2 separate regions of the Mus musculus genome follow, and region 2 is linked to region 1. A link is a contact called in public promoter capture Hi-C data. All regions are on one chromosome and are shown on one strand. Each heading gives the region's core, a stretch centred on a gene start, on an enhancer-like site or on the middle of the called end of the contact. The rest is flanking DNA. Distances are from core to core; before and after follow the strand shown.

Region 1 (7,348 bases), core at 480-2,979:
CCTGCTGCCAGCCCCCAGGGAAGTCCCGCCATTCGGGAACCTGATATTTTAAGACTTAAAGCAAATGTTTCTGGGGCCCCCGGAGCTGCACCAAGGCGCCCATTCAGCCTCATGGGGGCAGGGCCAGCACAGAAGAGCAGACCCCCACCTGCTGCTCTGTTCCCTGGGTGGTAGTTTCTGACAGCAGGGAGTTACGGACACTCCCTGCAAGACACTCCTTGAGCACAGGGGAAGGAGACCTGTGGGGCTTGCAACCTGACGGTCCCTCTCCCAGGTCTCCACGCTCAGGTAAGACCATCAGAAGTCTTGAATCCATTCCAGACCAGGACCAAATAAACAAGCAGCTGCCCTACCTAGGCACCATCTGGGTGAGCACGTCCATGTCCAGGGTCTGGTTTTGAGCCGAGGAACTTAAGCCGAGCCTTTCCATCCAGTAAAGAAAGAGATCTGAGATCCACTGGTGATGTCTATTGGGGTTACAGACATGAAAGTGGTGATCTGTGTGCTGCTTCCTGATCCATAGTGACAGAAACACGGGGCAGGATTCTTCCTGTCATGGCCTGGGTAAGAGAGGGCCATGAAGCTTTGTCTTGGCTCCAAACTTCTGTCCCCTCCCTCCCCTGACCCCAGTTCACCTTCCCTCCAGTCAGCCTTGAAAGGTTAGAACATAACATACTGGAGGAGGGCAGTGCATGGCAAGGCAGCTGGAGTTGTGCTGGGGCAGTCAAAACCTAAGAGTCTAACTTTGTTTGTTTGTTTGTTTGTTTGTTTGTTTGTTTGTTTGTTTGTTTGAGAAAGGGTCTCACTATGTAGGCCAGGCTGACCTGGAACTCACAGATCTCCTCCTGCTTCTGCCTCTGGAACTCTGGGATTAAAAAGCGTGCGCCACCATGGCCAGAAAGGACCTAATCTTAAAGTATGTTCCAGGACTGGTCCAGCCATGAATGCAAGGGCACACCAAGAGAGGAAGGCTACTCTGGGGGTTCTTTTAGGGTGGACTGTACTAGCAGGTTCAGCTATCCCAGACCACAGTCCTCAGATCTAGTTTTCTTTTCTTTTCTTTTTTTTTTTTTTTTAGACAGGGTTTCTCTGTGTAGCCCTGGCTGTCCTGGAACTCGGCTGTCCTGGAATTCACTTTGTAGACCAGGCTGGCCTTGAACTCAGAAATCCACCTGACTCTGCCTCCCGAGTGCTGGGATTAAAGACGTATGCCACCACGCCCGGCAGATCTGGTTTTCTTGATCGGCAGAGCTTGCTCACAATCTTACCCTTAAGTCATGAGCCTGTCACAGCTCTTCTTGGGCAATTTTCACTATCTTATAGATGGAGAAACTAAGGCCCAGAAAGAAAGGGCAGTCTTTCTGGGACCACAAGCCAATCTAGCTGTATTCTCACCTTAACTCTCTGCTCTGACCCATTACCTGCAGACAGGACAGGGCTCTGGATGGCTGAGGTAGAGCAGAGCACACCCTGGAGAGAATCCTAGCATTGGTACCTGCCTGTGGGGCTCCTGGTCAGTCTGAAAACTTCCTCACAAGCCTGGCAGAAATCACCACTGACCTGGGGCTATCACTTGCCAGCTCTACTGCCCTCCTTTTACCATTTTCACAACCTGCCAAGCTTGACCATGGCTACACTGTCATCCTATGTCAAGGGGATTCCCTCACCTCTGTGTTCCTTAGACAGGACAGGCCTGCCACCATCATTGCCTTGCTGTGAGGTTGCATACTGTGCAGGGCCTCTGGGCCTCGGGGTTCCCAGTTCTGAAATTGGTGGAAGGGTCACTGGCAGGAAGGTGGGAGCAGCACTCACATCAGCCTCTGCTGCCCTGTTCCCTTCCCTGGGGACAGATGCTGTTCATAGTCTCTGGTCCAGCCAATTACACAGGGCCTTGAATTTTTCACAGGCCAGAACTTCGTGGTGGTGTCTGCAGTCATACCTCTGACAATCTGGAGCCAGGAAAATGCCCACAGGAGCTTACTCCTCCAGAGCCCCAGGTGTCTCATAGCCAGAGTGTCTCCAGCAGCCAGAGCTGCCCCTGACACCTCCTTCCTCCACATCTTTCATTCTTTGGGCCTTGGTTTCTCCACATATATTTAGTAAAGGGCAGGATGCTGTTGGAAGTAAGAGAGGTACTTAGGAAGTTGTAGTTGGGGTGGGAAGAAAACACAGAGTATAGGACTTGGGGGTCCAGGAGGAGAAAGTGGGACCCTCTTGGTCCCCTTCAGAGGAACACAGAGGCCAAGAACTCCACAGACACCAAGCAGAGGAGACTGAATTAATTAGGACTCCTAAGGTCAGAGGGTTCCCAGACCCGGGGCCCTTCCAGAGACCCTGCATCCAGGGCACCACTGGGAAACAGATAGCTCAGAGTGGTAGGTGAGGGTAGCAGGCAAGCGCAGCACCTGGCCCCGCCCTTCCCCATCCACACCCTGTCAGAGCCCCTTCCCTTGTGTCTAGGCCCCTGGCCCCACTTGTACACCCAGACTCCAAACTGGAAAGACGGGCCGAAGAACAAACAAGCTCATACCACAGCCCCTACCCAGGCCTGTATGGGCAGGGCCAGGAGCTGGGGTTCCTCCTTTTGGGGTCCCAGGAGCCTAGTGAGAGGGACTGACTACCTGTCAGTCCCTGTCTAGCTGTGCCAAGCCCCCTGCTCACTCTTCTTCAGGATAGCTCCCTGGAAAGCAGGCACGGCTGGGCTATCGCTCCCCAGTTCATCTCTTAGGAGGGATCTGCTCATCACAGGGCTGTTCAAGAGATGTCAGAAGGTTGCTGAAGCTAGACAAACAGGACCAACTCTTCAAGATTCTTCTCAGACCACAGTCCCTGTGGCTCCTTCCTAAGGCTCAATTTTGGCATTCAGTCACGTGGTGAGTATAGGGCTAGGTACATTATAGAGACTGGACAAACACCCGTTACTAAATAAAGAAACCCTTCAGAGCAGTCTAGGGCACACTGAGTGACTCTTGCCTCAGCCTGCTCTTGCCATCTGCATCTGCTCCTGAAGAGGCAGTTGAGACCTCTAGACCCTGCTGTGCTTCAGGCTGCCTCCGTCTCTGCCCCTGTGGCTGTCATCACTGAGCCAGGGTCTTGGCACACTTAGAAATCAGGAAGGTTCTGTTTTTTTTTCCAGATCCGAGGGGTGATTTTCAGTGTATTTGATGGTCTGAGCTACAGACAAGAGGAGAGAAGGCCCGTGCTGGGGAGACGTGGAGCTGAAGACATGGATGGGCATGTGCTGGACTTGGGAGGCAAGCCCTGACAAGACCCAGAGTCCAGGATGCTGTCTGAGAGTGGACATGGGTGGGCCGAGCTGCATGCACTGCTTTAGAGCCCTGCTCCTACTCCAGTGACCCAGAGCTCAGAAGACCTTACCTCCAGGCTGGAGGCTGTAACACAAGTCCACTTACACTGGCCAAGCAGTGGAGGTGGCCAAGGGACTCAAGGTGTCTAGGAGATCCAGGGGCTGTGGGGGGTTGCCATGGAAGAGAATAAGGATAAAATCACTGGGTAGCAGGGGTCTTGAGGGTACAGGGGTCAGAAAGCTCCAGAGTCAAGGACAGAGGAACAATGGGAAGTACCAGAGATAGGACTTCAAATATGCTCAGTGGTGGCACTTGACTGGTTGGCCAGGTCTGTCCCCATGAGACCAGAATGTGGCCAGCCACAGTGGCCAGGTCAGGCCAGATTGGTGTGCTGGGTGTCCATCCTTCCTGAGAACCTGTCAGCAGCCTAGACATGGGGCATGGGTGAGCAGGCGAGACGGGCACCAGGCAGTCCTGTGAGGACACAAGGCTCCACCCTCAGTCTTGCCACCGGACACTCACATGACCTGTGACTGGCTGCCTGCCCGCCCACCCACCCTGCTGCCAATCACAATGACTATCCTCCCACCACACCTGCTCATGGCTGACAGAGGTCTCTATTCCCGGCCAGCCGCCTGCTCGGGTTATATTTAGGCCACAGGGGTGGTGCTGAGCTCCTGACCCCCTCTTGGGGCCCAGAGCAGGGGCAGCTGGACTGGGCTGCCTGCCCAAGCCTGGCCTTGTGGCTCAGGAAGAGGGCTGAGGCCTGGTTACTGCCTGCACGGCTGGTCCCCAGTGCCTCATACTCTGTTCCTTAGCTGGTGGACAGAGAGAGGCCTGGGCTCTGGCTGTAGGACATGTGAGAAAGTTCGGCTGGAGCAGGGACTAAGCTCTAATTCACTCATGGAGCCTGGGCATGAGGGCTGTGGAAAATTCAGGGGGCCCAGCAAGGCTGGGGAGCTTGGAGGGCCAGGCCAGGGTATGAGAGGACACCCAGGGGCTGGGCAGACAGCAAAACTGTTCTCTCCTGGAGCTCCCTGCACCTTTTCAGGGGGACCCTGAACTCCAGGCCCTTCTCCAGGCTGTCTCATAGGATGCTGCTAGGCAGGAAGTGATCCTGGAAAGCCACATCGCTTCTGCTGGTGCGCACGGACAGTCCTTGATATTTGGTCCTTAGATCTGACTCTATTCTGCCAGCCTGAGCCAGACCCCAGGTTTCCTGCCCCCATGCCAGCATGGAGGAGCAGTGCATCTTATCACCACATAGGCCTCTGAAGACTCACACAGAGGGCTTCTGTGAGACCTCTTCATCTTGCTATACAGCCCAGGCAGATGGGATATGATTGGGTTCCTGTGCTGGGTTCCTAGCTATCTGCTGTACTCCTGCACACATGCCCAGCTCTGGAATCATCTCTCACTGCTCTGTAGAGGAGCAGAACTGATCAAATGAATATATGTTTATGCATCTATAGTTTAATAAATCAATTTACGTTTATTAAATCAGATTACTTCAAAATAGTAACAACAGCTGTTCCACACCTGAGAGGCTAGGTGCCCCAGCAGAGGGAGCAGTGGCTGTCACACACTGGAGAGGGTGACAACCTGGTAGTCCACCCTTGGTTCAGGAGACCAGGCACCTCAGCAGCCCTAGTCTGAGGTTGCTAACCTGGAAACTTCCAGAAGAGCTGCTGGTCCTTAGTCCCAGAAACACCAGTTCTACCATCAGGAGAGGAAACCCCAGCAGCAGCAGCAACAGGGCAAATCTACTCTGTGGAGATTGAGACACTGAGTAGAAGGTGGGGAAGCTTCACAATCAGAAAGCACCACCCACACTGGGGAGGCCGGTCTTCACACATCAATCAAAGCCATCGGAACAGTTAGTTCTTCAGGTGGGGCTTCCTACTCAAATGATTTTTTTTTTTTTTTTTTTTGGGACAGGGTTTCTCTGTGTAGACCTAGCTGGCCTGTAACTCCCAGAGATCTGCCTGCCTCTGCCTCTGCCTCTGCCTCTGCCTCTGCCTCTGCCTCTGCCTCTGCCTCTGCCTCTGCCTCTGCCTCTGCCTCTGCCTCTGCCTCTGCCTCTGCCTCTGCCTCTGCCATACTTGGATTAAAGGCCTGAGTGACCACACCCTGCTCAAATAATTCTAATCTGTGTCAAGTTGTCATTAAAGCCATCTGTCTCCTAGGGAGCCCTGGTGCGCTCTGCTCTCCTGAGTCTGGCCACCTACGAGGGCACCAGCTATACAGACTATTCTCTCTGCGCTTTGAACTCACAGGTCTGGTCGGGGACCACCATCCTGCTCTACTGTCCGTTCTAGCTTAGGGGGTAGCTGCTCAAAGCTCAGTCCTCCCCCTCTCCCCAGCTTCCTGCCCTGTTGACCCAGGATCTGAATGAATGTCTGGGTCCCAGCCTTAACTCTCCACAGGAAACACATCACTGGGGGACTGTGGGACCACAGACCATGCAGGAGGCATTGAGGGCAGGGCCAAGGGCTCTTGCCGGAAGTGGCCGCCCTACCCTCTGAGGTTCAGGAAGTAGGGGTCTCAGAAGCTTCCTCTGGGCCAGACTGCCTCGGTGGAGCTGGGCAGTGGGGGGTCAGAGGCCTGGTTGCAGCTGCCCCTTCCTCTCTAGCCAGTCACCAGCTGGGTGGCCTGGATGTATGGGCTGGGAAGTGGGGATGGGGGTGGGTCCCTTGGGCTCCTACAGGTGACCAGCCGTCAGAAGACTCTGAGCCCAGCATGATCAGAAGATGGGGGAAGGGCTGCCTGAGACAGGGGCTCTGGAGCACGTGTGCCCACCTCAGCCCGGGCCTGTGTGCTTCCTGCCAGATTGTCAGTCTCAGTTCACCCAGCTTTACAGCAAGGTCTCCATTGCTGCGCCGAGGGCAGAGGGGCTGATGTGGAACTAGAAACTTTGTAGGCAGCTAGGTCAGGAGACATGTCAGCCCAGGCCCTGCTCTTGTTGTGCCCACAACCCCTCCCCAGGGTTCCCTCCCCAGGGCTGAGCTCCACTTTTCCCTCCCTGGTGCCAAGCTCACCCCATAATCCCAGCACTAAGAAGCCTGCTTGGGTTCTATTAGGGCTGAACAGTGTGTGTGCTCACACGTGTAGCTGTGAGTGCAGGCAAAGGCTTGTGGGCCAAGAGTGCCCTGGGGCAGCAGTGGGAGCTAGGCCTTGAAGGACCATACTCTAACTTGTCCCTCACTTGCAGAAGGGGCCTTGAATAGAACTCTTAGATCCCACTGGAGATGGAGACTCCAGGGAGCCCCCTGGTTATCCACCCTGGAAGAGTCTCAGAATGGGCGGAGCCGGTACCTCAGCTCACGCTTGCTCCTGTGTGTCTGAGCTGGCCTGGCCTGGCCCACACATGACGAGTGGCTGTCCATCAGCACAGCCAGCCGCTTTGGCCATCCATCAGCAGCCAGCAGTCACAGGAGGAGCAGCCTGTTTGTTTTGCCAGATCTGTGCCTCTCCCTGGGGCGGGGCCAAAGGAAATGCCATTTTCTGCCTGGGTTGCAGGGTGGACAGCAGGAGGGGGGCAGGCAGATAGCAAGAGGAGTGGGAGCGCCCAGGCAAGGCCAGGCTGGGACATGGAAGGGCCCCTGACTAATCCAAGGTCCATGTAGATGCCCACAGTCTCACCCTGTTCTGTCCCTTCTAGAAGTAGAATGAGTGACAGTGAGGTCTCCTGTTTCCCATGGTGGCTGTCTTCGACCAGGTCACTCACCCCTGTTCCTGGCCACTGGGTAGGGCAGACTCAGGTGTCAGCTGCCACCAGTTGGGGGGGGGGGGTTGTCTCTATATCTGAAATCCAAGATGCTTGATCCTAGCTGTCTACACTGGCATGGGAGCTACTCTCGGGATGGGGACTGAGACAAAGACTAAATGTTTTGGAGAGGTGGGGCCTACCAGGAGATTTAGAAGAGCCTGGGCACTAACTTGGACGCATCCAGCCTTAAAGTCTGAGCGAAGGATACGTGAGGCCACATTAAAAGAGGTAACATAGGCAGTGAAGGAGATGGTATCTGGTACCCAGGAAC
Region 2 (6,975 bases), core at 1,688-4,187, 170 kb before region 1:
TACCCTTGTGGGCATCTGAGCTCCTAAGGAAGGCAGGGTGGCACACAGTCCTAGAAGGAGTTATTCACAAAGGTTTCTCTCTTTCCCCAGTTTAGTTTTGTTGTAGTGTTTTGTTCTTTGAGACACTTTCTCACTATGTAGCCTAAGCCATTTTAAGTACTGCTTCCTATTCCAAGTACTGGTGAATAGTGTTAAGTCAGTGGCGAGAAGCCCAGGCTGCCCTTCAGGAAATCGGGGGTACCGTAGGTGGGAGGTGGGTAGGATTGGCCCTCCTCCCTGGACCCCCTATAGTGCCACCAGCCAACTGCCTTCACATAGCCACCCTGGCCATTTGGAAGAACTCAGAGCAAGCAGCTGCCTTCCCATATTCTATACTGGGTAAAGACCCCTGTGGGAAGGGTACACCACCAGCCAAGTGTGCCAGCATAACCATACACTGGCCTGCTAGGGCACAGGGCCAGATCTAGGATCACATGTTCCCAAGCTTGGGACTGCTCTTGATCCTTCCTGCACATGCACCTGCTGGACTGAGTTCACCTGGATTCAGTGAGGTCTTCCACTGAGGCTGTCTCATTGGGGCCTGAGCAGCCATTAGAAAGTCAGCTTCCCTGTAAGTTCCACCCTTGCCTTCTTTGTCCCCAATTCCAGAATCTGCCCTGAATCTCTTACGCTCACATCCTTAGGTTTTAACCCCTTCCCCACCCTGAGGCACCTAGCCAGGCCTAAAAGACTGGGTACTGGATGTAGCCAGGGTTGGTAGCAGATGCCAAGCCTTCCTTCTGACTGGGCTTTGTATGCCTCTTTTTGCAGCCCCTTCCCGTATCCATTGTGCATTCCTGACTCTGGCCTTTTAGCCCAAAGAGAAACAATAAGCTTTCTTTGGCTGTTGGCTTTACTCGCTTTACCCTCCTGGGATCTTTTCCCAAGTCCTGGACCCTCTTTTCCCCCAGGATAGTAACACCCAAAATTCTCTGTCAACATAGGTGCATTATCAGCAGGATGGACACAAACCCTAGACCCTGTTTAGAGCCACACTAGCCAGAGGACTAGGACAAAGGGCTGCAATGGGCCCAGCTACCCTGGGCAAGTGCCTCTCCCATAGCAGCTGTTATGTACTGCAGTCAGCTGAAGACTGAACACATCACATCAGCCATGCACTGTGGCTCCCACACATGAGGGAAGTGCCTAGTCTAGCCGTGTGCCCTTGTCGGTGGCCACTTGATACTTGGAGCTGAGCAAGCACTGGGGGTAAAAGTGTTGGAGGTATTCCTGGGAGAAGCCAGCAACCTAGCTATCCACTCTCAGCATTTCCCATCACCCAAGTTGCCATTCCCATGATGCGAGTGAGACTCCAGCTGGATCCTCTCCTGGGCTCTGCCTCCCCTCCTGTATCCCAGCCTAACTCCAGCACTTGGCTGAGTTGAAAACTGGAGAAATCCCTGCAGGGAGTCTTTGAGGAGGGGTGGGTAGATGAATAGGGAGCTGGGCACAAGGAGTCTCTGGACAGAGGACAGGACACAGTTGAAAGTGTTCAAACCATTTACTGAGCAAATTCTTGCCCGGCCCACCCCCCAAGCCCCAAGCTTCCAGGAGGAAGGCAACCCCTCTAAGGCTCTGGTACCTACAGGGCCCCCACCTTGGGGGAGTGCTGGAGTGAGACCAGGTCCAGGCTAAGTCCTTTGGTTCAGTAGGTTCTTCTCCACTAACAAAGAAAATGCCCTTTTTAACACGTCCCTCTGGCAGCCCCGGGGTTTCTCCAGCTGCCCTTTCAGGTTAGCAGGTGCCACTGGACATTAAGGCAGCATCTAGTGCCCCCAGGATCTCAGTAGGAACTGTTCGCGGCAGTTTGGTGCCTACTTCACCGATGAAATCTGAGCGTTCCACCCACGTCGTGGCCAACTGCGCATAGAAGAAAAGGTCGGTCAAGTTCTTAAAAGTGCCTGTAGTCTGTTCTGAGCAGGGCCCGGCTAGTGATGGTCAACGGACTCTGAGAGCGGGCAAGTCTGGCCCGAACCCAGCATGACTTGCGCTGCGCAACCCAGCGGTGGTCGTCATCCACACACGGCTTCCCGCATCGGTCTTTCCCATCGCGGGCTTAGCTGCGGGAAGAGCCCCGCCATGCCTCCCGCCCTTAGACATAGTTCTTCTTGTCGTAATCGCCATTGGCCGTGGGCCGCCGCGGCGCAGAGTACTTGACCGGGAAGCTGAACTCAGGGCGCCCGGTGCAGACCCAGGCGCCGCAACACACGAGGCCGCCACCGCACATGAGCAGTGCGGAGGCCGCCCAGCCGATGTACAGCGCCGCGCCCAGCTCGTACTTCTGTGACACCGGCACCGTCGGATCATAGAACTCGCGGACAACGATGTTGGCGAACCAGCAGAGCGGCACGAGTGCCAGCAGCCCGCACACCGCGTAAAGCGCTCCTCCCGTGAGTGCTACCCGTGCCTTAACTGGGCCCGGGGCCACGCAGGTGGTGCACTGAGCGCCGGTCAAGGTAACAAAGAGTGCCACCAGCGCCAGCAGCACAGCGCCCACGGTGAGTGCCCGAGCTGCCTGCACCTCCGCACTCAGCGCCAGCACAGATTCATACACCTTGCACTGCATGTGCCCGGTACTCTGCACCACGCACGACATCCACAGCCCCTTCCAAGTCGTCTGCGCCGTCACGATGTTGTGGTCCAGGAAGGCAGTCACCTGCCACATGGGCAGCCCACACGCCAGGATCAAGCCCACCCATCCTACCAGACACAGCACCAGACCCAGAATTTCCAACGCTGCAGACCCCATGGCTAAAGACTGAATGCTCACCCGACGGCCCTTGGGGCCTCCGGGTGCTCTCTGCGCTGCTTAGGCTGGGAGCTGGGAATTGATTCTGGTGCCTCTGCTCTGGAGCCTCCAGTCCTGGAGCAGAAGAGGAGGTTTTAACTACACCAACTGGGTTCTGAAGTAACCTGTTGTCCTATTTGAAGTCTCGGGGGCGGACTCTGCCCCCAGGGCGCAGCCCCCCGAGTTAGCTCAACCAATCCATGAGCAGACCTTCGGCCCACAGCCAATCGCGGACCCCCTGACAGCTACAGTTACTGAAACCACGGGCGAGCAGGACTAGTCCTGCTCACCCGAACCGCACCCTGCAGAACCGCAGTCTGAGACCCTACCAGTTTCTGTCCTAGTAGGGGCTGATCTTGGCAGGTACACAGGAGATCTGTGCGCCCCTGTCTCCACTGTTAGCAGCATGACCCCTAACCTACACTCACCAGCTCCACCTGCTACATCCCGGATCATTCCAACTCCTCTCTGCAGACTGCTTGGCCTGGAGGTTCTCTGAGCCCCCGTGCACAGGTGAAACAAACCTCTACGCCCGCCGTTTTTCCCTTGGCACACCAAGCGGAGATGCTCGGCAAGCCTGTGTTGGGCTTGCCCTTAATTATAACCTCATTCATGATCCTACCCAACCACCGCCTACAGTTCTCACTCCTTCCCTGGAACCACTGGTCTGACACAAAGTGAACACTGCAAGGGCCTGTGCTCTCCTCTGGGATGCTGCGCAACCCCTGAGGGTTCTCCGACGTCCAGTCTTCTCCAGCAGATAGGCTGTGATCCTAACACAGCATACTGGAATCCTGGGACAGCAGAGACACGATGGGACATAGAAAGGCTATGCCTTGCCATCCTACAAATAGTTGTGGTGCTTTGCCACCCCAGCCCCCAGGCCACCCTCCGGAAGCCAACTTGGAGTTTCCTGGCCAGGAGGAAGAGCCCCCATCCTCGGTGGAGGAGGGAGCCGCGGGATTTCCGGGCATTCTTCTGCACAATGGCCCAGCCATTTCTTGAAAGGTCCACTGGGTTAGACACACTGGGTCCCTGAGGCTCAGGTGGGGGCACCAGGCCCCACAGCCCACAACCAAACTAGGGCGCCAGCCTCTTTCCAGTGAACACTCCTCCCTGCTCCCTTTGTTTCCAGCTAACCCTGGACTCCAGCTGGGCTTTGTTGTCTTCTGTTGTTGTTCTGTTTGGGGGTTTTGTTTTGTTGTTTCCTCTGCTCAAAAGAACTCAGGGCCTCTATAGGGAAAGGATGACATTGTTGAGGCCAGCCACAGATGTGGAGATTTTGGTAAATCTCTCCCTTTTATGGGTCCCTGCTTCCTTCTGGAGATGGCTCTGAGCTAGAGGTCTATGGGGCCAGGTCATTGCCTACTTCACCCTACAACAAACTGTTCTTAGAAGACGGCGGGAGAGCCTCACATACACACCCTTTCTTGTCCTCCCTGGTACCTCTTCCAGCTATCATATATTAACTGCTGCCTTCTATCTTCTAGAGACCCCTGCTTTTCTGCAGACCCTTCTCCCTGCTCAGTAGATGTAAACTCAAATCCTGCTCCCCCTGCTCCAGTCTGCAGAATTTTGTTTTGCCAGCCCCCTCCCTTCAAGCTCCCAGGCACCTTCCTGGAGCAACTACTGAACCCTCTTCAGATGACCCAACAAGGCTACTCCTGCAGGCCCTGGCCTGTAATCCTCTATGGCTCTCATTGCCCACTGGCAAAGAACTGGATCCTGGGAGCAGCCTAGACTAAGCTGGCTGTAAGTGACCAGGAAAATATTTACACACTTTATACTTCAACCAGATCCATCTTCCCTGGGCCTTGGAATGAGCCTTCCTGCTGTTCCTGTCTTGTCTTGCTGTTCTGCAGGACATGCTGATGCACACATCTGAGAATATCTCTCTACACGCAGGCCCCAGAAGGTCCAAGCCAGGATAGCTTTTGCCCGCTGGCTTTCCTACTAGTGTCCCGGGAATACGGGGATCTTCTGGGACACACATTTGTCCCAGACAAGAAGCAGCTTGCTGCTTTCAACTATTTGGGGCTACAAACAGCAGGACATGCTCCCTTCCTTCTGTCTGCCCTCCTACCCACCATTTCGGTACTGTCCCCAGCCTTGCACCCAGAATGGTCCGAGCAAGTTCACATACCTTTGGTAAATTCATAATTGCCAGTGGAACCTTAGATACCGTACTCTCCAGCATGCAGCGGGACCAGAACCACTCCAGAAATGGACAGCCAGGGCTGGCAATGCTTCCTCGATCCTCCTCAAAACTAAAGGTGGCCCAAGTGACCACCCCAGATCCTTCCTTGGGGATTTGTGTGTGTGTGTGTGTGTGTGTGTGTGTGTGTGTGTGTGTGTGTGCATTGGACACTGTCTCTCCCAGAGCACACAGCACAGGCCACTTAATAAACAAACTGCCAACAAAGTACCAGATAGGAAGGCAAAACCCAGCAGAGGGTTCTCTGAAAAGGTGGCAGCGCAGCAGGAGTCCAGGAAGAAGATCCCAAGGAGCAGTTGGAAATCTGAGTATAAGATGCTGGTGTACAGATGCACTTGGGCTAGGCAATGTAGCTCTGGGGTAGAGCACTGCTTAGCAAGTTCCATCACCAACACTACAAACTAAAACTAAGTAGATCACCCTAGAGGTGGGACACGGCTCACAGAGGATCTGACCTTGGAGCAGAAAGAGGTCAGCATAGCCAGAGTGCAGCAAAGGGCCAGGGCCAGGGAGTCTGGGGTGGTAGGGGGCTTGCCAGGCAGGCCACCTGCTCCTGCCCTGCTATTGTTCTGCTTTCCCAGGGGAAATGGCACAGGATCCTATTAATCCTGTGACAGAAAGGCCTGAGTCTGCAGAAAAGCAAAGTTTATCTCTAGCAGCTGCTGGCTGACCCTGCCCTGAGGGGATCCGTTGACCTTCCATGGCAATCTAAATTTAGGCTCCAGGTTCCTGGGGCTTGGATTTGAGGAGCTCTTAACAAACAGGCTTTATTTCAAAGGGAGTGAGGGAAGGAAACAAAAACAAAAACAAAAACCCCAGCCTTACTTCTATCTTTCAGTTTCTGGTCCAGGATGTCTTCCCCAAGTTCAGCAGACATTTACAGGTCAACAACATTCTTCTTGCCCAGAGCCATTTCTTGGTGGAAGACAAAAAGCCCAGGCTCTCACTGGCCCAACAGGAAGCATCTTAAGACCCCCCTCCTCATGTCACTGACTGAGGGGCTGGGAACCTAGGGTGATCTCCGTAGGAAGACAGTTGGCACCGGAGTTAGACTCCCCCTTCTTTTTGAACTAAGGACTTGGCTTCTCTGTGCTTCATTTTCTCTTTCACAGTGTAGCCCTGGCCACAGGATTACAACCTTGCAAGAGAGGCCACTTATAATCCAGAGACCTCTGGTACAATTCCTGGGAGCTAGAGAGGGGCTTGAAGTTACTCACTAGCTCAGTTGACCTTCACAGTTCATGGACCTCAGGCCCAAGCAGGTGCCATCTAGCCATCAATATCAGAGGCCACTGTGCTTCAGTGAGCAGGAGAGTTTTGAGAGGGTGGGGTCCTGTAGCCCCACCATCCCTTTTAGGCCCACAACAGTCCAGCCTGACCTCTCCAAAATATAGTCTCAGTATGTATCCCTGGCTTTCTAGTGCTTGATAAGTAAACCAGCCTGGCCTTGAGATCAACTTGCCTCTGCCTCCCAGATGCCAGGATTAAAGGTATATGCTACCACACCCGACTTGAGATATTTTCATCCACAGTTGAGTCTGTGGTTGTAGATTCAGCGGGCTGGCTATGTTCAGCCAGTTACTTAGCCATCTATCCCTCAAGACGTCATTTGTTTTTTTGTTTTGTTTTGTTTTGTTTTGTTTTGCTTTTTGGTTTTTTTTTGTTTGTTTGTTTTTTGTTTTTTGTTTTTTGTTTTTTTTTTTTTTTGAGACAGGGTTTCTCTGTATAGCCCTGGCTGTCCTGGAACTCACTCTGTAGACCAGGCTGGCCTTGAACTCAGAAATCCGCCTGTTTCTGCCTCCCAAGTGCTGGGATTAAAGGCATGCGCCACCACCGCCCGGCTTAATTCTTGGTATTTAAGAGGTTATGTTACTGATATTATCTGATGCCACCTTTCTATTGCCTATAATCAGCATTGTGTAACCCCAGTTTC

The links. Promoter capture Hi-C pulls out the DNA fragments that hold promoters and counts their contacts.
Region 2: a promoter capture Hi-C map of liver shows a contact between it and region 1, with 2.8 times the contacts expected there. The contact joins the promoter of Cldn5 here to the promoter of 4930588K23Rik in region 1. A contact is called at or near these places in 4 of 39 promoter capture datasets (cranial neural crest, embryonic stem cells and liver), 4 of 484 Hi-C or Micro-C datasets (colorectal tumor organoids and embryonic stem cells), 1 of 115 datasets of contacts at active chromatin or transcription factors (pancreatic cancer cells) and 1 of 9 other capture datasets (liver).

The regions. Positions count from the first base shown.
Region 1 is chr16:18,601,043-18,608,390 of GRCm38.p6, reverse strand. It overlaps 4930588K23Rik (a long non-coding RNA gene), which reads right to left and starts at 1,729. Exons shown (of 2, transcript XR_384719.3): 1 at 1,668-1,729; 2 at 1-560. RefSeq lists enhancers at 3,762-3,968, 1,768-4,771, 6,742-6,776, 6,641-6,841, 5,831-6,966 and 1 more.
Region 2 is chr16:18,772,809-18,779,783 of GRCm38.p6, reverse strand. Cldn5 (claudin 5) reads right to left here and starts at 2,937. Exons shown (of 1, transcript NM_013805.4): 1 at 1,522-2,937. The coding sequence starts at 2,788. The coding sequence ends at 2,132.